Regions from separate parts of the Mus musculus genome. Here all the other regions are linked to region 1. A link is a contact called in public Micro-C and promoter capture Hi-C data. All regions are on one chromosome and are shown on one strand. Each heading gives the region's core, a stretch centred on a gene start, on an enhancer-like site or on the middle of the called end of the contact. The rest is flanking DNA. Distances are from core to core; before and after follow the strand shown.

Evidence for each region. Promoter capture Hi-C pulls out the DNA fragments that hold promoters and counts their contacts. A called contact is a pair of places that touch in the nucleus more often than the background predicts.
Region 2: a promoter capture Hi-C map of pre-B cells shows a contact between it and region 1. The contact joins the promoter of Vapa here to the promoter of Zbtb14 in region 1. A contact is called at or near these places in 1 of 39 promoter capture datasets (pre-B cells) and 5 of 484 Hi-C or Micro-C datasets (CD4 T cells, CD8 T cells, pre-B cells and 1 more).
Region 3: a Micro-C map of embryonic stem cells shows a contact between it and region 1, with 7 times the contacts expected there. The contact joins the promoter of Ypel5 here to the promoter of Zbtb14 in region 1. A contact is called at or near these places in 1 of 39 promoter capture datasets (liver) and 2 of 484 Hi-C or Micro-C datasets (CD4 T cells and embryonic stem cells).
Region 4: a promoter capture Hi-C map of pre-B cells shows a contact between it and region 1. The contact joins the promoter of Ndufv2 here to the promoter of Zbtb14 in region 1. A contact is called at or near these places in 2 of 39 promoter capture datasets (liver and pre-B cells).

The regions. Positions count from the first base shown.
Region 1 is chr17:69,381,440-69,386,329 of GRCm38.p6, forward strand. It overlaps Zbtb14 (zinc finger and BTB domain containing 14), which reads left to right and starts at 2,365. Exons shown (of 3, transcript NM_009547.3): 1 at 2,365-2,786; 2 at 3,982-4,065. The coding sequence starts at 4,063. Gm49894 (transcription initiation factor TFIID subunit 4-like) reads right to left here and starts at 2,742. Exons shown (of 3, transcript XM_030250167.1): 1 at 2,661-2,742; 2 at 1,737-2,572; 3 at 1-859. The coding sequence starts at 2,742. The coding sequence ends at 812.
Region 2 is chr17:65,611,136-65,616,025 of GRCm38.p6, forward strand. Vapa (vesicle-associated membrane protein, associated protein A) reads right to left here and starts at 2,420. Exons shown (of 6, transcript NM_013933.3): 1 at 2,085-2,420. The coding sequence starts at 2,163.
Region 3 is chr17:72,834,720-72,839,609 of GRCm38.p6, forward strand. Ypel5 (yippee like 5) reads left to right here and starts at 1,909. Exons shown (of 3, transcript NM_027166.6): 1 at 1,909-2,072.
Region 4 is chr17:66,099,020-66,103,909 of GRCm38.p6, forward strand. It overlaps Ndufv2 (NADH:ubiquinone oxidoreductase core subunit V2), which reads right to left and starts at 2,540. Exons shown (of 8, transcript NM_028388.3): 1 at 2,396-2,540. The coding sequence starts at 2,446.

The DNA.
Region 1 (4,890 bases), core at 1,115-3,614:
CGCGCACACACACACACACGCATAATAAAATCGTTTTAAAAAAGTAACACTAGACCAGGTTTATTCTATCTCAAGTCTTTCACCAAACCCTACTAACACAAAGGCTATTGTGTGCACCAAAAGACACGAGTAGGAGCTAAAACTTTGGCTCGGTAGTTCACAGCCCTTACTGCTCTTTCAGGGGACCCAGGTCTAGTTCCAAGAACTCATATGGTGATTAACAATCATCCTGCTCCAGTCTCAGGGGATCTGAACCCCCTTCTGACTGGCCTCCGCTGCCACCAGGCACACACGTGGTGCACACACATTCATGCAGGCAAAGCATTCATACACAGAAAATAAAAATTTGAAGGCGTGTATTTAAACACCGTGGGGGACATTAAACCAGTACTGGTTAATATTTTAGCTGAGGCTGAATATGGTGTCCTTTAGAAAATTGAGGCGACCATAGTTTTCCTTCATGTTTACTTAGGCATCCGGTACAGGCATTCTTTTACATCTTCCCAGAAGTCCATGGTCCTGCCCTAATTGCAGATGTTATTCACGTGATTTAACATAAGACTGTTGAAAGTGTGACAAAGCAGCAGAAGTGAAGTGACATTTAGGAGCACAATAGCTCAATCCAGCTGCCAGTATTGCAGGTTGAACAGAAATTTTGGGGCTAAAGGGACTTTCCAGGTCGTGGGCCTGAGGGCAGGTAAAGAGGATCAGGAAGTGCCTCACAGAGAACACAAGGTTTCAGCAGCAGCGGAGCTATAACTTACATGGATGTCCTGACATTACCAGGCTATCAGATCTCTCCATGGGAGCATCAAGTGCAACCTAGTTCTGGAAACATGATGGCTAGAGAGGGATGTACCTGGGTAAACGTAAAGGCACCAATTAGTCTGGTAGATCTAGAGCTTTGGGATTGAGCAGTTTGTCCAGGGTGACCGGAATTTCCCCTTATACTCCAAATCAAAAATGGCACTTCATTTGCTCTGCAAATGCCTGCTCCCCATAAACAATGCCTCAGTGGCACGAACCAAGCCATGAGCCTGGATATTCGGTCGAGACGGTACAGGGGAGACAGACGGTGCACCGGGACACCTGCCCAAAAGCCAGGCCGAGCTCAGCGCCCGAACCGTGCGCGCCCAGGGGCAGACATGGCCCACGCACATGCACACGCACACGCACGGGAGCGCAGGCTCCCCGCGTTCCCGACGCAGTGCCGAGGCCGGGCGCCGGCGGGAGCCCTGGAGTCGGGAGCTCCAGGAGGGGGCGGGTGCTCGAGAAAGGAGCTCGTGCATTCGCTCCCCTGGCCGGCAGAAGCCCCGCCCCGACCCCGCCCACCCCCTTCTCCCGCGCGCGGGCTCCGCGCGCCCCTTGCCGCGCGCGTGCGCGCGCGTGCGCAGGCCAGGGCTCTCCGCGGGCGGCCCCGTAGACCCAGGGAAAGCAACCACCCGTCAGGTCCCAGATTAACCCTTTCCTCGCTCGCTCACGAGGGAGGCCCCAGCCAGTTCCGTGCCTGCGCAAGCGGCGGCGCGCCTTCTCTCCCCCCCACTACCCCGGAGCCCGCACCGCGCATGCACGGGGAGGGGGGTGGTGGGGGTGTTCGCGGCGGGTTGGCTAGTGTGTGCTCGTGCAGGAGGAGGGCTGCCACCACCAGGGACGTGCACGATTCCCCCCCTACCCCACCCCCTCCCCAAACTCAGAAAAAAAAAAATTAAAAAAAAATCCAAAACACTGCCACCCACCGTGCCCCCGCGTCCATCCCGTCCCTGGCTTGCGCGCTGCCGAGCGAGGGAGCCCACAGCGACAGCGAGCGTCTGTAGCGGTGCCAAGCTGCAGGTAAGCGCGGGCCGGGTGCTGGAAGGGCCGGGGACGGGCGCGGGGACGCGGGGGCAGCCGGCGGCGGGCGCGGCCGGGGCGGCTGCGAGGAGGCGCGTTCCCGCCGAGCTCCGGGGCAGCAGCCAGCTGCAGGATGTGGCGGCGCAGCGCGGTGCGAGCGGGATCGGGGCGTGGGCCGCGGTTGGGCGTGGGGGGCCGGGCGTCCCCGGTGGCTGCGCAGGCCAGCGAGCGGGTGGGGAAGAGGCCAGGCGGCGGCCCCGCGCGCGCGCTCTCTCTCCGCGGCCGAGTTCATGGCCGCCTGGCTCTCCGCGCCGCAGTGCACCGCGGTGGGGGTGGGGACGGCCGAGCCGGGCCCGAGCGCGGCCCGCGGGGCGCCGCCCCTCGCAGCTGTGGTTTCCCCCGGAGCCGACGGGACCCCCCGCGCACGCTCCCCCGCCTGCGTCCGCCGAGCTCCGGGGAGCCGGCCGCGCGCCGCCCCCGCCCTTGGCCGCGGGAGGGCGCGGGAGGACCAGACGCGCAGGCCGCGGAGTGCGCGGGGCGCGAGCTCGGGGCTCGCGGGCGGAGCAGGGCGCGGCGCGGCGCGGGGCTGCGGAACCGGCCGCATGCCCGCTCCCGAGCTCGTCGCGCCGCCGGGGCTGCTGCGGGCCAAGGAAGAGAGCCTCGCGCCCGCGCCGCGACCTGGAGAAGTGGAGGATGGTGGAAGGGAAGGTGGCCCGTCGCTGGCGGGCACAGCTCAGGGGAGCTTTTGTTTAGGAGAGAATGCTGAGGGCTCGCTGCATCCGGCGGCTCATTGGCTGCGAAATGCGAATGTGGGCTCCCCACGCGCGGACTGCGCCCCATGTCTTTCGCGGGGCCCCGGATTCCCCACTCCCAAGTTGTGCGGTCGCAACAGGGAAGTGGTGTGGCCGCCATTGTCGCAGCTGCTCCGGAATAAGGAGGCGGCTGCGGCTGCTTATGTAAGTTTGCTTTGGGAAAGCCTGGCTCTGTGCTCGGTGAGGACGCCTTAACGCTCCCGCGATTTGGGGAGCTGCTAGCAAGGAGCTGCTTTATAGTATTATAGGTGTTGGGCTATGTCTTGTCCTACACCTACTTACACACATACTGGCAATGGTTATCTTCAGGTTTGACTCATTTGAACTTAGCAATGGGAACATCTCTATAGGGGGAAAAAAAAACCGAGCCGATTGCCCTGTGACCTCCTTTGAAAAAGAATTACACACTCACCAGAATCGAGAAGGCGTACGCACGCTGATATGTTGCCATAGCTACCATAGGGCCACTCTTCTCCCAAGTCCATGACCTCAGAAGTGCCACGGAGGGAATTTCTGCAGGGAATGCCTTCCCTTAGGCTGACTGCCGGCCCAGGGTGCATCTAGAACCCAGGAAGGCTGAGGTGAAGACTGGAGGGAGCATCCTTAGAAACTATCTTACCAGCCCTCACTCCGTGCACATGGGAAAGCCTGCTAACTCAGAGCCCTGTGATTCCTATAGTATGAACTTGTTATGGGTTCTCAGGATGTCGACCCTTTGGTGGAATCTCGGACAAAGTCATTGTGTAGGACTGTATTGTAACACGGCCACCTGCTTCTACTGCACTTGTGGGATTGGTGGTCAGTAGAGGAAATTTTTGTTCTTCAAAGCCTGTTGGGCTGCAGGATGTGGAGTTCTTTGGGTGAGAGTTAAGAACGAAAGAAAATTCTTTGAACCTGCATCCGGGGATGGAGGGAGAAAAATGTAAGATTTCTCCATGGCAGTCTTGGAGACAAGTTTGTAATTGTGTAGTAGACAAAGTGGCATGCTTATTTCTCCACTCTTTAGCTGTTGGGTATGTGTGTTCCTGCAGCCGTCCGATATTCAAACATGCATCTAGATGTCTATAGTTCTTAAAGGAAAATGTGCACCCAACAGGAAGTGGTGTGGATAAAGAACATATATGTGCTGATGTTTTCAAGAATATATACCACGGACTACTCCGGGTCTAGTCCTTACATAGAACCAGACCTGACTACTGTTAGCCTCACAGTGTCTCCCCAAAAAACGGTTCATAGGCAAGAGGTGGGACAGAGTGTTTTGTGACTCTTGTAAATACTTGGTTTAGGATTTAATGTAGAAAAAAAAAATCTTACTTAATCTGTGCCTTTCTTCCTGTAGATCTGGCTTGCCCCTGATCAGCCTGAGTCTGATCTGAAGATTTTGGTGTTTAAGGCATTAAGAACATAGCCTGAATTGTTCATGGTGAGTGTACCTTAGAGTAGTAAGCCTCAGACTATCATCTGGCATTTGATTTTAACATAAGTATCTCGGGTCTAGGGGTATCAGTAAGGGCTAAATCTACGTCCTCGGTTTAAGCAAGTCCCTGATCCCCAGTGTGTACACATACACACATTCTACACATACGTTTGTAATTCTACTTCCATGAGGAAAAACCTGTTTTCTTCAGACTTAAACTGGGTTGAATAAAAGTAAGACCATGTTGTTTTTACATAAAACACAGTATTTTTCGATAAGCTCTTGAACTCGCAGTGGAAGGCCTTCTGTGGTGGTTCTGAAATTACTTTGTTTTAAAAATATGTCTATACTTAACCAAGTACAGGTTGAACCTAAGTCCAAAATGTTCAAACTCTGAAGCTTTTTGAAGGGCAATAAGAAGCCATAGATGAAAATTCTGTGCTATGAAGTTTTGTTGAGAATATTATTTGAGAAAACAAAATAAACAAAAGAATATTATTTGAGGCAGGCAAGAGGAAAGATCTCTGAGTTCAAGGCCAGCCTGGTCTACAGATCCAGTTCCAAGACAGCCAGGGTTACCCAGAGAAACCCTGTCTCGAAAAAGAAGTATTTTTTGAAATAGTATATAAATTACCTTCATGCTGTATGTGTAAGGTATATATAAAATAACAACTAGTTTTGGAGTTGGGCTTGGCCTACCATCTTCAATTTATCTCATTATGTGTATGCACGTATTGCAAAACCTGGAGGAAAAAAAATCTAAAACTTGAAACACTTCTGGTCCCGAGCATTTCAGAGAAAGGACACTCAACCTGTACATCTGTTGACTTT
Region 2 (4,890 bases), core at 1,170-3,669, 3.8 Mb before region 1:
AAACTCCAAATGTCAAACTCCTACTCCAATCCTCTCGAATTTCTCCCTCCCTATCTTTCCATCTCACCCACCTTTCCAGAAGTCTCTGAACAACTGGGCATTTAAGTCTATTCACCTCAATGTATCTTCTCACCTCAGGATTTACCCAACCACTCCCATTTGCATAACTTTCCCTAGGCAACTTGAAAGGAGCCTTTTTCCCTTAAAAGCTTCCACAGACATGCTACTCCCTCAAAGTACCACTTACCTGCCCTTTTCAGTAGTATTGGGATCATTTTTTTGGTAACACATAGTCTGTTGTATAAACACAGTTATTATTTAACATCAAAAATAAGTGGTCTATATGGATACTGCACAATGTAGTATTTCCAATCGTTTTTAAAACCTGTCTCATAAAAGACTTTTCACACATGTCTATGTGGTACAGATAATTTTCTCTTACAGTCAAAAGAGAAAAAGCAAACCACACAAAATATCGTAAAAATGTTCATTAAATCGCTTCTATTACCTATGGCTACTACAGTACTATAAGAACTTCTCAGCAAACCCCGCCCACTCCCTCCCCCCCTCCCCCCCCCAAAAAAAACCAATCAGGCAATACAGAAATTTGCTGCAGGAAAATACACACTACCCGAGGTTCTGAGACACTGTCTAGTGTCTCCCTTGTAGCCCGGGTTGATTTCAAACTTTGGATGGTTTCTGGACTTCCAGAATGCCGGGATTATAAGTGTGGTTCACGACCCAATTCCAAAGATATTAGAGCTGCCTTAAAATCACAATCAAGTTCTTGTCTAGTAAAGAGAAACTTGTGAATGTACTGAAACACCTGCAGGGCATGTGACTAGCAGAATACCCAATGTTTATAAGCCCTAAAACTATTTAAGATATAAAATCTTTAAGTGTCTGGAACTATTTTAAATTGTTCCCACAAGGACAATTCAGCTATTTTCATTTGGACTAACTCTTACACTACTATTAATGGGTTTACTTTTTCTCTTAGTACTGGAATCGATGTGCGCCTAAGGAAAATTGTTTTCATCAGTTCCTGAAATTAAAACGCAAGGTATTAACTTTCGGGGGGGGGGGAGGGGGGCACTTTACATTTAAAGATAGGAAGGATCACGTTTTCTCTTTAGCTCCATTCTTTTGGTTCTCCTTAAAATAAAGTAAATTGTTCTGTGTAACGTTTCGTTTCCTACACACTGAGAAGGCAAACCGCCTTGGATCTGAACAAGAATCACCAAGCCACTGTCTATCACAGTCAATGCTCCAAAGTCAACAGTTCCAGAGCTGTGTGGCACCTTAGCAGCTTTCTCGGGATACGCAGGGAAACCGCAAGCGTAAGCGGGTCACAAACGCTGAAAGAATTCTTCAGTAAAGACAGTGTGCACTCAAGGACTGGGTCCTCCGTACCTAGGGACAATCCGAGCTGACACAAGGGACCCACTACCATTAACCTCTGACCATGCATGCCCCAGCTGACGCACAGCTTTCTGCCGCGCGCCTGGGGGCCGTGCCAACACGCGGGGTCAGTCCCAGCCAGAGACTCTGCTGCCTGGTCTCCCGGCTCAGCCAGAGTCCCGCACCTGACCGGGAAAGACTCCGGGCGAGGCCGCGACCGTGAACGCCTCCTCGCCCGCGGCGGACCGCGCCTGCCCAAAGCCGCCGAACGGCGCCCACTGGCGCCCGCCGACTAGGGAGCTCCGGCTCCCAGTCGCCCTCCCGCACCGCCCGACCGCACCGCGCCGCGCCGCGGCCGCCCCTGGGGCAAGGACGCCATGCGGGCCGGCGGGCAAGGCGCGGGCGGGCTCCCACGGCGCCCCCGCGGGGCCGCAAGATGGCGGCGGAGCCCTCCGCGGCGCCCGGCGGCTCCCTCCCCTCCCCTCCGCAGCGCAGCCCAGCCCGGCCCGGCCCGGCCCGGCAGCGGCGGACGGCGAGGCGCGGGGCCGAGGGACGCAGCGGGGCCGCGGCTCCGACGCTCGGCCGGGGCGTGGGGGAGGGGAGCACGGCCCGGCCACCCCGCCGCCGCCCGCCAGCCCCAGCCCCAGCCTCAGCTCCGCTCCGGAGCGTCCCAGCCAGCCTACCTTTGAATTTGAGGTCTGAAGGAGGGTCGAGGACCAGGATCTGCTCGTGCTTCGCCATGGCCCCGGAGGCGGACGCCATAGGAGACAGCGCAGCGCAGAGCGGGGGCGCGCCCGCGGCGGCGGTTCGCTGGCGGGGGCGAGGGGACGGTGGCGGCGCCGGCTCCGCGGAGCTCTAGGACGGGGCCAGGCTCACGATTCCCGAAGCTCCGCGCCTGCTGCCGGGCCGCGGGGGTCCCGAGGGCAGCCTGTCCGCTCAGCAGCTCCGGGTGTCACAACTGACTCAACCCCACACCAGCCGCCGCGGCCACGCGCACTGCGATCCTCGGCGCCCCACGTGACGGGCCCTACGTGCCTACGTGCGCGCCCCCGCGGCCTGGAGCCCTCGTGCTGGCCCCGCCCTCCGGGCCTAACTGGGGGGTGGGAGGGGTCAACGCTGAGCTAGTGCGCCTGCGCACCTCCGACTTGGCCGCAGCTCCGGGCGCCGCGCCGCTGTCAATCTCCGTAGAGCAGGGTCGGGGGGGCGGAGCGGGGCTCTTTGCGGGGAGACGCGGTGCACGGCGCCCCGGGAAGGGGGTGTCGTTCTTGGGGCCCTGGAGCTGCGAGTGCGGGGCTGGAGCGCCGACTACGACGCTACCTCACGGCGTTCCAAGTGGAATTCCGAACGGAAGAGAGTCATGAAGCGCCGGGTACCTCGACTCCCAGCATGCCCTGTGCGGGCGGCGCCTCCGCGGTGGCTGCTGGGAACCGGGAAGGCGACCTGGGTCCGTTGGAGGCGAGTGGGTGGGGCCGCTGACGCGGCTTTTGGCTCGCCGAGGGCGTCTTGTCTGCCCTGGAAAAGAGAAGGGTTTTTGCAGGCTGCCTGGAAGCCAGGCATCCCAGGAGAGACCGCCCTTTGGGAGAGCGGCAGGGCGTGTCCCTCTGGTCTGCTGGGGATTCCTTCCGCCCTCAGCGAACGTGCGCTCCGTTCTGCCTGCTGTTCCAAGACTGCCTCCTCCCCATCTCCCTCCTGCCCAGCCAAAGGAAACACATCTCGCTCACAAGCGAACGAGTTCCAGGGGAAATCTGTGCCAGGCACAGTTTCTCTACAAGGGTAGAAACGAAATCTCTGTTCCTACAGCGTGGAGTTCACGTGCTGTATCTACAGTGTGGTTCACTTCAAACTCATACCCAAATCTGTTTGCCACATTCTCGTGCTAGGGACGAATTTTATCTGTATCACTTAGGAGAGCCTGTACCAAATGAGAAAAAAAAAAAAAAATGCCAAGCAAGTTGCTGACAGATATTCAGCCCCTTGCCAGGGTATCCAGGGACGGGAAGAGCAAACAAAACAAATGGATGTGCTGTAAAAACCTTTATTGTGTCCTATGGTGCTGCTTGAATTTAAATCTCTAGGAAGCTCCGTGCGAAACAAAGCACATATTCATGCTTCTGCCACGAAAAGGCACTCTAGATTGCTTGGAAGTAAATGTCGAAATGAGCAGTCTAGAATACAGCTAATTAGACTTTTTCAACTTGCCGCCCCGACACCTGAAAAACTTTCATGCCACTCGAGGTATATAGGATATAATAGTGGTATAAAGCAAACATTGGTCGTTTAAAAAAAAAAGTTTGTTTTCTTTCTTTGAATGCTTACTTTGTATCCTAACCTAAAAAATGAATTTTGAAAAGAAGCAGACCAAAAATCCATTTAAGACAAAAGCAAGCTTGTATGCAAACGAGATGGATTTCCTTGTTCATCTCTACGTAAAAATTATTTATTCTTGGCTGAATATTTGATATTGCTAAACACAACATTGTCAACTTTTTTTGTAATTGATTGCTATTTTGATTTTATAATTACCAATGCTGAGAATCATTTTATATAAATACCTAGTGCAAAGTGGCAAAAAAATAGATTTGGAAACATTTCAAAAATAGTTGGAAATTCTATCCCAATCACCAGCCAAAATTTTCGTGTGATTTTTTTAATGAAGTGCAAATCAGTAACTCAAACTGCAATTTTAAAATAAAAAATTCTAACACAATGCAATCCCAAGATGTATAAATTTAACATGTGCTAAGAAACAATAACAAGAAAATATTATCTTTTTTCCTTAATTAAACCATTATGTCTTTGAAGAGTAGAAGTCTAGGAGCAGAAAAGCTGCCTCAGCGGTTAAAAGCACATACTGCTCTTGCAGAAGACTTGAATTTTGTTCCCAGCACCCATAGCAGGCTGCTCACATCTACCTGAAACTCCAACTCCAGGGACAGCCAATGCCTCTGGCCACTGGAGAGTACTTGCACTCATGCACAGATCCTAACAAGTATACGTAATTAAAAATAATCTCTTCAAAGACTAGAAAACTGTACAATAAGAGAGCACTGCAGTTCATATCTGAGCCAAGGTGTTTCAGGCAGCATCAGTAGCCTTATGTGGCCAGACAGCACATAAAGAACAAAGTATACATGACGTGTTCAGAACCAGGGCTACAGTGAGAACCCACAGTGCAGCCCGGGTGAGCCCCTACACAAATCCTTTGCATTCACTACTCATTCGACTTTGATTTACATTTGATTGTTGCACGTTCAGAAACCTTTTGCTGTTGTTAAACTTCCCCAACCCCCACAGTCAGCTACATGACCCACTAGGGGCACACAACCCACAGTTTAAGAACTTGAGGGTTTAGATAGAGTCCACACCCCTACCCCACCCCCATCCCAGAAGAGATCATAGGAGACAGTGCCAAACCTAAGGCACAGATCTTCAGTCATGGAGAGCCTGGTAAGATGGAAGTACTTAATCTTTTTAAAACAAATGCTAATT
Region 3 (4,890 bases), core at 659-3,158, 3.5 Mb after region 1:
TTAAAAATGACTGATTGTGGCTAAATTAAAAAAGAAGAAGAAGAAAACTAGAAGAAGTACACTGTGTCCCCACCCTTCCCCATTTTGAAATTGTCAGCAGAGAACTGAAGTCTTCGGAAAGCATGCTAGGGTTGGTGGCACAAATCTGTAAGCCAGCTATTCGGGAGCAGCAGCAGGACAGTGGAAAACTGGAGACAAACATGGGCATTAAAGGTGGAATGTGTCTCAATCTAGTATTCAGAAAGAGGGAGGGCGATGGAACTGAGTGGTGGAGTACTGCCTAAAATGTATGAGACTGGCCTTGTTTCCAAATTCTGGGGGGAAATGAGGCACTGTACTTTCTTTCCTGGAATACATGTGTACCTTGATTTAAGACAGTGTCAGTCACTGTAGCAATTCCTGATGCTCTTGCCTCGGCTTTCCAGAGTGTCATGACAATAGCTATAGACCAGTGTACACAGCTCTAAGTTTAACAGTCTTGTATTAAATAAAAATAAAGGGATTATAAGAATCTCCCAATATACCCCAAAATGCTTTTTTTCCTCCAGCAAAATTCTCTTTAATCTAAACATAGTCTTTTATCTTTGATGGTCAGAGTAGCTTTTTGTTTTGTTTTGTTTTCTCGAGACACTATGTAGCTTTGGTTGTCCTGAAACTCACTCTAGACTAAAGGCATGTTCTACAAAACCAGGCCACAGTAACTCTTTATTTTATAAATGAATGAAAAGTACTGAAGGATTTAGGGTTAAGTATCAGGGTTTTGTCAGAACACATATTCTATGCTACAAATTTCAAGTGCTAGTATATATATATGTGTATAATTTATATATTTTATGTTTATTTAATACATGAAATATTTTGAGGTATTTCTGTCATCTTTATGGACAGCCAACAGAGATTTAATTACCTGGGAAAGCCAACGGAATGGCAAAAATTTTCCAACTTATCTTAAACATGGTGAGGGAGGGCTAAGGGGACAGCTGTCTTTTTCAACAAGACAGTTGATCTCCACATAAAAGACTTAAGTTTTTGAGAATTACTTCAACGGTCAAGAGAAAACTTGGGCCGGGCGTGGTGGCACACGCCTTTAAGCCCAGCACTTGGGAGGCAGAGGCAGGCGAATTTCTGAGTTCGAGGCCAGCCTGGTCTACAGAGTGAGTTCCAGGCTGTCCAGAAACCCTGTTTCGAAAAACAAAGAGATAGAGACAGAAACAGAGAGAGGGAAGAGAAGAGAAAACTTGGAAAGTTTGTAAATAGAACCAAGCACGCTGAAAAAAACCTTGTTTACAATGAATTCCTATATACCGAGACACAAAGAGTTCGGGATTTGTTTAAGGCAATTCGTGTAAGCCAAGAGAAAGTGGCCTGATGGGATGGTAAAACGGGCATTTCAACCTAGGTAGCCCTTTAACCTCAATACCAGCGTTGACTAGAAAACAGCCTCTTGTTTTCGCTTCTTCTAGGCTTCCTTGGCTATCAGGAAGCTATGGCCTCAGCCGCCAGCAGGTGACGCCGATGACGGGCAATGAGTCCCAGCTGCCGCAATTACCAAGGCTGAGGCGTCTCCTTTAAGAAGCTGACTCACGTGGATGCTGTGTTGTGTGCGCTCAGCTGGGAGTGGGGGGCGGGTCCTCACTCTCACTACATTGGCCGCCTCGGCCGAGGAGGCAGACTTAGCCTCCTTGATTGGCCGTAAGGATGCAAGGTGTCGAATTAGAGGCGGGGCGAGCGGCGAGGAGTCCGCCCATCCGCTGCGGCTTCGGGGTGGGGTGGGCGGCGGAGTGTAAGCGGGCAAGGGTGGGGGGAGGGCGAGCCCGAGAAGGGGCGGGGCCCGGCGGAAGGGGCAGAGTGCCAGGGAGAGGGGCGGAGCCTAGAAATGAAGGGCGCTGCGGGCCAACCGGGAGAGCCGCCTGAAGGGAGGGCGGGGCCACGCCCGGTGATTGACGCCGAGGCCCGACCGAGGAGAGGCGGGGCCAAGGCCTGACTAAACCTGAAGACTTGGGAGGCCGAGGTGGGCTTCGACCCAGCTGAGGAGCGAAGAGCTGCTGGCAGCGCCGATTCCCAGCACGCCGGTGAGTACGGCGGTGGGCGCCGGGATCGGAGTCGGCTGGGGCTCGAAGCCCTTGGGCCGGCGGCTTCGAAGCCTTCGGGGAGCGGCCCGGGGCGGGGGCCCAGGCAGGAAGTGCCTCTTCCCCTTCTCCACTCGTCCAGGGTCCTGGCCGGGCCACCAGGGCAATTCTCAGGACTGTGGGGCCGTGGGGCCGCGGGGCCGGGCCGGGCGGTCCTTCTTTGTGAGGCTGTGGCGCGGCGGCCGCCGCCGACCCGCCCCCGCCGCGCAGCGGAGCGCTCCGCGAGCCCACAACAGCCGCGACCCCCTTAGCGACCCGCGGCCCCCGCCCGCCCGCCGCCCTCGGCGCCTGTCGCCTGGGCCGCCGGTCCGCAGACAGCTCTCTCCGTGACACCCCCACTTCCTAGGCCGCCCCGCCCCCACAGCCGCCGTCCCCGCCGCAGCGTCGGGGGCGCGCCCGGGCTCCGATTCGGGGCCGGCCCGCGGGCCCGCGCTCCAGGGCCGCGCTCGCACCCCGCCCGCCCCGCCGCTCCGGAGGCTCGACTCGTGCTCGGGTGTCTGGGCTGTGGGCCGTGCCCGCCTCGTCGGTGCTAGCCCCTATCACGCTGCCCTCTGGACCCTGGGCGTGGGGAACACTGCCCGGTAGCCTGCGGGTGCCGAGCGCCCGGTCGCCCGCGCCTGCCCAGCTGTTCCGCCTGTGTTTGTTGTGCCGAGGAGGCCCCGCCGCCGCCGCCGCGCGCTCCGCCTTGCGCCGGGCGATTGGCTGGAGGGAGTCACGTGGGCGCGATCAGCTGGGCCGGCTGCGGGCGGTCGGCTTGGCGCAGACCCCGGTGCTGCTCGGGGAGCGGACCGGGAGGCTCTTTCCTGCTGGCTGCGGTGGGCACGCTCCTGCACACCCCGTTACTCCACGCTGCTGTGCAGGTTGGTAGGAAGCCTGAGTGTTGCCAGCGGGAGTGGGAAGCCGCAGTAGTACCCAGGTCTGTTTCATCCGGACGCCAGACTGATCTCCTTTTGGAGTGACAGGAAGGAAAGGTGTGCGACTCATTTATTTTTTATTTTTAAACTTTTTGTTTCTGTTTCCAGAGCCCTCTTGGAAATCTTGAGGATTTTTATTTCTGGTGGCTTTTGACAGATGGAAAATCTGAAAGTAATTTCAGGCTTGCCTTGCTTTTGGAAAATAACTGAACTTGGCTGGTTCAGGTCAACCGACCTTATCAGATCGGTTTTTTTTTTTTTTTTTTTTTTTTTTTTTTTTTGCATAGCCCCATAGGCGGGATTGCAACTGCATTACAACATAGAAAAAGTCGAAATCTTCTTGGGTGCATATTTGTGCCAGATGTGAAGTGCCTTGATATGGGTTGTTTTACTAAGAATTAATCGCATATGTACCTACAGTTTACTAGGTAAGGAGGAGATTCCAGAGGAGGGGAATTCTCTCTGGACTCCCAATTTAGTGAAAGGTTACAGACCAATGAAATCGAGAAACCGTGCAGGACCAAATATTGGTAAGTTATGAAATGAGTGTTACAGAAGTTCAAAGATGGGGCAGGGAGACACCAGGAGGAGGAAGTAGGAAGTATTCTGAGGAGAACAGATGTTGGGCCTAGAAAATGAAAAGCCTATGGGTTGCTGTTGGCCAGAAAGGCTTAGGAAAACCATCCCTGGAGCATTGACTCTAGCAAGAAGATGGAATATGTACAATTTGGGGTGAGTGTGTGTGTGTTGCAAGAGTGTGCTAGAGCACAAGGTATTTTGTGCTCTTTGGAAAGAACTAATGCAGTTGTTTCCCAGAAGAGCCTTACACACCCAGGCCAGGCTGCTCTTGAACTCCTTGCCTTGGTGTCAGGATTACAGGTGTGCTAAATGGCTGTCTTATACCCTCATCTGGCCCCGTGTTCAGTACAGATTTTTCCCTGCAGGTCAAGTTTTAACCCAGGGACCCACATGGTCAAAAGAGAACTTATTCCACAAAGCTGTCTTCGTCTCCATGTTGCCCACATAATTAAATAGGTGTAATAAGAATGTTTTTAAATAGGAAATAAGGAACCAATCACTATGAAAAATTAAACTTGATACTTCACTGAAAAAAGCCCAAGACATGAAACTAGCCCTAAATATATGTTCGTGAGAGGTAAAGATAGTCCTGAATATATTTGTTTCTAGACTAGCTTTTGTTTTATAGTGCCTTGATAGTTATGTAAATTAAAACTTTTCCTGGTACTACTGTGTGATAACAAGTTCATAATTTTGGAACTGTTAACTAGATGTGAATTTGCTGTTTAGTACTTCAGTCTGTAAGAAGCTTTTGGTGATGTGTCACAACAGACAAAGGGATCGTGTTTGTCTTGCCAAGTAGTTTTTGGGGAGATGACCAACTCCAATTACATGCTGACTCATGTTAGAACTAACTGCTGAGTTCTGTGACTAGTCTTCTTTTCTAATGATGACTAAGCAGTATTCTAGAAATCCAGTCAGCATGGAAGTTGTTTAACAAAACATAAAATAAGGCATTATCTTAGAAGACAAGGCACACAATTTAAATTACTCTCAAATGAAGATTCAGCCCCATAAGCAGGACATCATTTGACCCAGCAGAGTGAACTGATACCGTAAGAGGATAACGTGTGTCATTGAAACTTGCCTCTTGCTGACATTTTGTACAAAACTAAGAAAAATGGGCTGGGCATGTAGCATAGTGGTATGTGTTTACCTGGCATGCACAAGGTACTTGGTTTGATTTCCAGTATCACAGAAAGGGGAAAAAATAGATTTTATAAAAGCAACTGTTTTCCTGTGTAATTTTTGTTAGAATTTTGTTACAA
Region 4 (4,890 bases), core at 1,290-3,789, 3.3 Mb before region 1:
AAAACGCAGTCTTAAATGGCTTGACTTAGCCAAGGAGGTGGATAATCTCTGGCATGGGCAAGTGGGAATCCCAGGAAAGGAAGTATCGAAATGGGTACAGAAACTACTCAGATCTCTGGCTAACCCCTGTGTAGTGACAGAGTCTAAGCAGCCTTGCTAAATTAGAACCAATATTGGTCTACCACTCATGACAATGGGGGTGGTCATTCTTTAAAGAAATAAGTTAGAGTGTAGTGTTAATTATGTTATTATTATGTTATGTAATGTTATTAGTGTAAGTTATTATGCATTTACAAAGTCCAGGATACAATTCAAAATTATTCATTGTGGAGAGCATGTTGGGGTGACAGCACAAAACCCACTATCATAGGGGAAAAACATTTCAAAACTGAAAGCAGAGGCCTGGGAGTGCAGGTGGATCCCTGAGTTTATGGCCAGGCTAGTCTTCCTGGAAGGCCAGTCAAGGCTACATAAACTACATAAACTCTGTCTCAAAACACCACCCACAAAACAAAACCCTGCTTTTCAACTACACCTCTTGTTACCCTTTGCCTCAAAAACAAAAGAAACAGAAGATGTCTATGGGAGCTTTTTTGCCCCTACTTCTTAGTCTCCTCCTCAACTGAATGATTCTCAGAGCCTCTCTTACCTATGTAACCTTCCAGTTTCTGACTCCAATCAGACCTAGTCCACCTCCACTCCTACACCAGTCATCTACTCAGAGCAGAACCCTTACTGTATATAAAACCTTTCACTGACTCTTTACTAGTCTACACTACCAGGGACACCTCTTTGTTTGTTGTAGGAGGCTGGGATTTGAGTTGGGGATATTTTACAAACAGGAATTTATATAGGCCAGACTAACCTCAAACTCACTATATAGTTAATGATAGCAAACATTCTGATTTTCCTGGCTCTAACTCCTAAATGCTAGGATATCAGATGTGACCAACCATACACGTATGAACCTTATTAGTGTTCTTACATGTTCCCCACAAAAATTGGGAATTCTGTTTCTAATTTGTAGTGATGAAAACACTGCACCACCCTCTAAAATAAGATATAAATTCACCTATCAAATACACAGCAAGGGGCCATCAAACATCACCCATCATTACTCTACTCCAGCAGGGCATGGAAGCTCACACCTGTAATCTCAGCACTCAAGAGTCAAGGCAAGAAGACCAGCAAACATTCAAGGCCTACATGCCACACTTAGCAGGCTCCAGGCCAGCCAGGGCTGCATGGTGAGATCTAATTTCAAAAGGAAAAAAAAAAAGTACTATAATCCAATTCACACTGTTACCTGGACCTAGAAGTACATTAAGGCTTCAAATAACTAGGGACAGACTCAACATTCCCATTTCACAGCTAAAGAAACAAAGACTAATTCTCTAGGTCATGTCACATAACTACAAAAGGTCACCTGGGATGCCTAAGTCTAAAGCCCCAAATGGTTTGTTTACACACACACACACACTATATATATATATATATATATATATATAGTCTTTTGTTGAGAACTTAGTTTTTGTTTTACTGTTAGGAAAATAAAATCCAACCAAACAAATAAGGCTTCTTTCTTCCCTGTAGTTGCCATGTAGTTAATTTCAATAGCCATTACTTTCTGTGTGCCCATGCACTCTCCGGACACAAGCTCAGCTTGTGAAGGTCAGACCACAACTAGTCCTCACACCTGGAGGCCAGCACCTTTCCACCCTGAGCTACCTCGCAGGCCCTGGAATCTGCATTTTAGCTTCGCTTCAGTGTTTCAACTTCAGTTCAATTCCTTGGCCTATCTGAGATGCACCTGACACTCAAATGGCCATAGAACTACGACTCTTTGGTCAGTGCGGTTACTCGTGCTACTACTATTCTCTCACGGTTAATTCCTACGATTCTCTGCCGAGCATTTCCTAAAATGAATGAACAACTTCAGTAAATGAAACGCTGGTCACCTTTATCTAGTCCTGAAGGAACTCGGCAAGCCTTTACCAAGCCTATCAGCGTTTTCTCCAGCATGCTTTTAAATCCGATGCAGCGCAGCCGCTATGCCTGACAGACAAGCAGCCCAAAGCTTCGCTGCTAGGATCCTGGAAGCAGCGGGCCGCCAGGGCCCCCCACTAGCTTCCGCACCAGGATAAATGACAATCGCCTTCCTGACCTTGACTAAGTTAGGGGTGACTTTCCCCGGCCCGGTGCGGGCGGCCCGCCACCCGCCGCCACCGCAGCTGCGGAGCATCCCGGAGGCACTGAGGACGAAGGCCGCGGCGTCCCCGCCGCCGCCAGCTGACCTGTCCAGCGCCTAGGGGTCTCCGAGGACTAAAAGCTAAGGGAGGCACGAAGAGCGGGAGACTGTGGCGACAGTGCCCGGGGTTCACCCCGAGCCTCTTACCCACTGAGCAGCGAGGCCGGTCGCCCTGGCCCGCAGCGCCAAGGAGAACATGGCGGGGTACGCGATGCTCCGACCCCGGCCGCTCTAGGCTGACTGGGAACGAACGAGCCCGGAGGCCCGGCGCGCGCGGCCCCGCGCCCAGGACGCACGGCGCGCGCGCGCTCACGAGCCCTGGCCTGGGCGTCCCGAACGGTACGCCGTTCCTGACGCAGCGGCGCGCGAGGGCTGCTGGGACCGGTGGGCGGGCCCGAAACAGCCCAGTCCCTAAAAGGCCGGCCCGGTTGGGCCAGCTGAGTCCCCGCCCTGAGGACGAGGCTCGCCTTCTCGAGGCTCTTGTGTTTGTTGAGGACGAGGCGTACCTTCTGGGGGATCTTGTGTTTGTTCTGTCAAACACCTCCTCTGGTATTGCAGTTATTTCTTTCAAAATTCGTTTGGTTGAGTCTTTTCTTACATACGATCGTATTTAAAGGGCTGCCACCTAGTGGACTTGGACAGCAAGTGCCTTGGCTCCCAAGCCTTTGCGTTAGAGTCTGTAAAACGACAGGCTAAACTGGAATTGACTTCGGGATGCCAGTGAGTGGGAGGTAGAAATGATGACTGTTGATGCTGCGCGGTAGACGAACAAATATTCTTTGTGCTTGTGTATGCTCTAGACATTTTCCATGATAAAACTGGTGGAGGGAGGAACCTACTGTCTTCTTGATTTTTGTTTGATCTCAGGAAACTCCTAGCAGCTTTAGTACGCATCGTGCTGTTTCCAGCTGTCGGTATTTTACACAGGTTTTGAGTGATCCTCAACCTTCAGACAGGCGCATACTGCCACCTTGGGCTTTTAACTTATTCTTGACTCTTCTTCTGACTGTCGTTTTGTGTGTGTCTTCTCTATCCACCCCTTTCTTTTTGCTATAATAAAGTTGTGAATAGTTTCCGTAATTTTGACAACAGAATGAAGATTCTGAAAGGTTATTCGTCATGAGTTTGTTTTTTTAAAAAAACAAAAAACAACAAAAAAAACCACCCAAGATAATCCATTGCAACCTGTGTGAATCATATTCTACAAATTATTAGACTCAGCCGGGCGTGGTGGTGCACGCCTTTAATCCCAGCACTCTGGAGGCAGAGGCAGGCAGATTTCTGAGTTCGAGGCCAGCCTGGTCTACAGAGTGAGTTCCAGGACAGCCAGGGCTACACAGAGGAACCCTGTCCCGAAAAACCAAAAAAAAAAAAAAAAAAAATTATTATTCGACTCAAGAAATAGTGTTTCTAACCAATGATACTAAATTCTTTAGTTCCTATTGCATTATCTCCAGTATTAGTTTACCACTAATAAATTTGCTTCAGTACTTCTCTGAGGGAATGAAAAGATACTGAAAAAGAAAAAATAATCCGGGTCCCATTACTGATTTGTTTTATTGTGTGCACCCAAACATATTGTCACCATCATTAGCAGCTGTAATACTTTGGCCTTTTCAGAGTCTCATGTTGCCCAACCTGGTCCCAAACTCGCTATAGGTGAAGCTAAAAGACCCTCACTCAAGTCTTGGGATAATAGCGGATCCCCAAGAACTCACAAGAGACCAAGCTTGATGTAAACCACATGAGGCTTTATTCTGGGAAAGCCAGAGCTCTTGGGACGACTCATATCCCATGCAGGGGTAGAGGAGTCGACCCCAAGGGAAAAGGGGGTCCCAGTTTTTATAGGCCCTCAGGGGGGAAAGGAGAAGTGGGGGAGTAGGGGATTTCCAGATCTAAACAATGTAAAAGGATTGATTTCTCAAGAAATGGGTATGGGAGGGAAACAAGGAAAGAGTTTAATGAAGGTACAGTAACTCAGGATTGGCCCAGCTGTGGTTGCTGGGGAGATTTTCCGACTCTATCCCAGCAACCAATATCACAAACAGTGAGGTGCAGCAGTGGGCACACACCTGGGTTCAAGGAACGGTCAGAACATTGGCAGATACACGGGTTCAAGGAGCGGCCAGAGCATTGTGCACCTCTATTTTTTCTAAATCAGTGAAGCTACTTCTACTAACACTGAAATTTATTTTGCCAATTTCAGGGCTTCTGTGACCTTTTACATTCTGTCAGGATCTTTCAAAGCTAGTCTCGAACTCATGACTCTCATGCCACCACCTTTCTTTTTTTATTTTTATTTTTTTATTATTTTTTTAAAGATTTATTTATTTATTATATGTAAGTACACTGTAGCTGTCTTCAGACACTCCAGAAGAGGGCGTCAGATCTTCAGATGGTTGTGAGCCTTTTTTTTTTTTAAAGATTTATTTATTTATTATACATAAGTACACTGTAGCTGTCTTCAGACACACCAGAAGAGGGAGTCAGATCTCGTTAGGGATGGTTGTGAGCCACCATGTGGTTGCTGGGATTTGAACTCAGGACCTTCGGAAGAGCAGTAGGGTGCTCTTACCTGCTGAGCCATCTCACCAACCCCATGCCATCACCTTTCAATCACCACCACCAAACCCAGTTCCTCT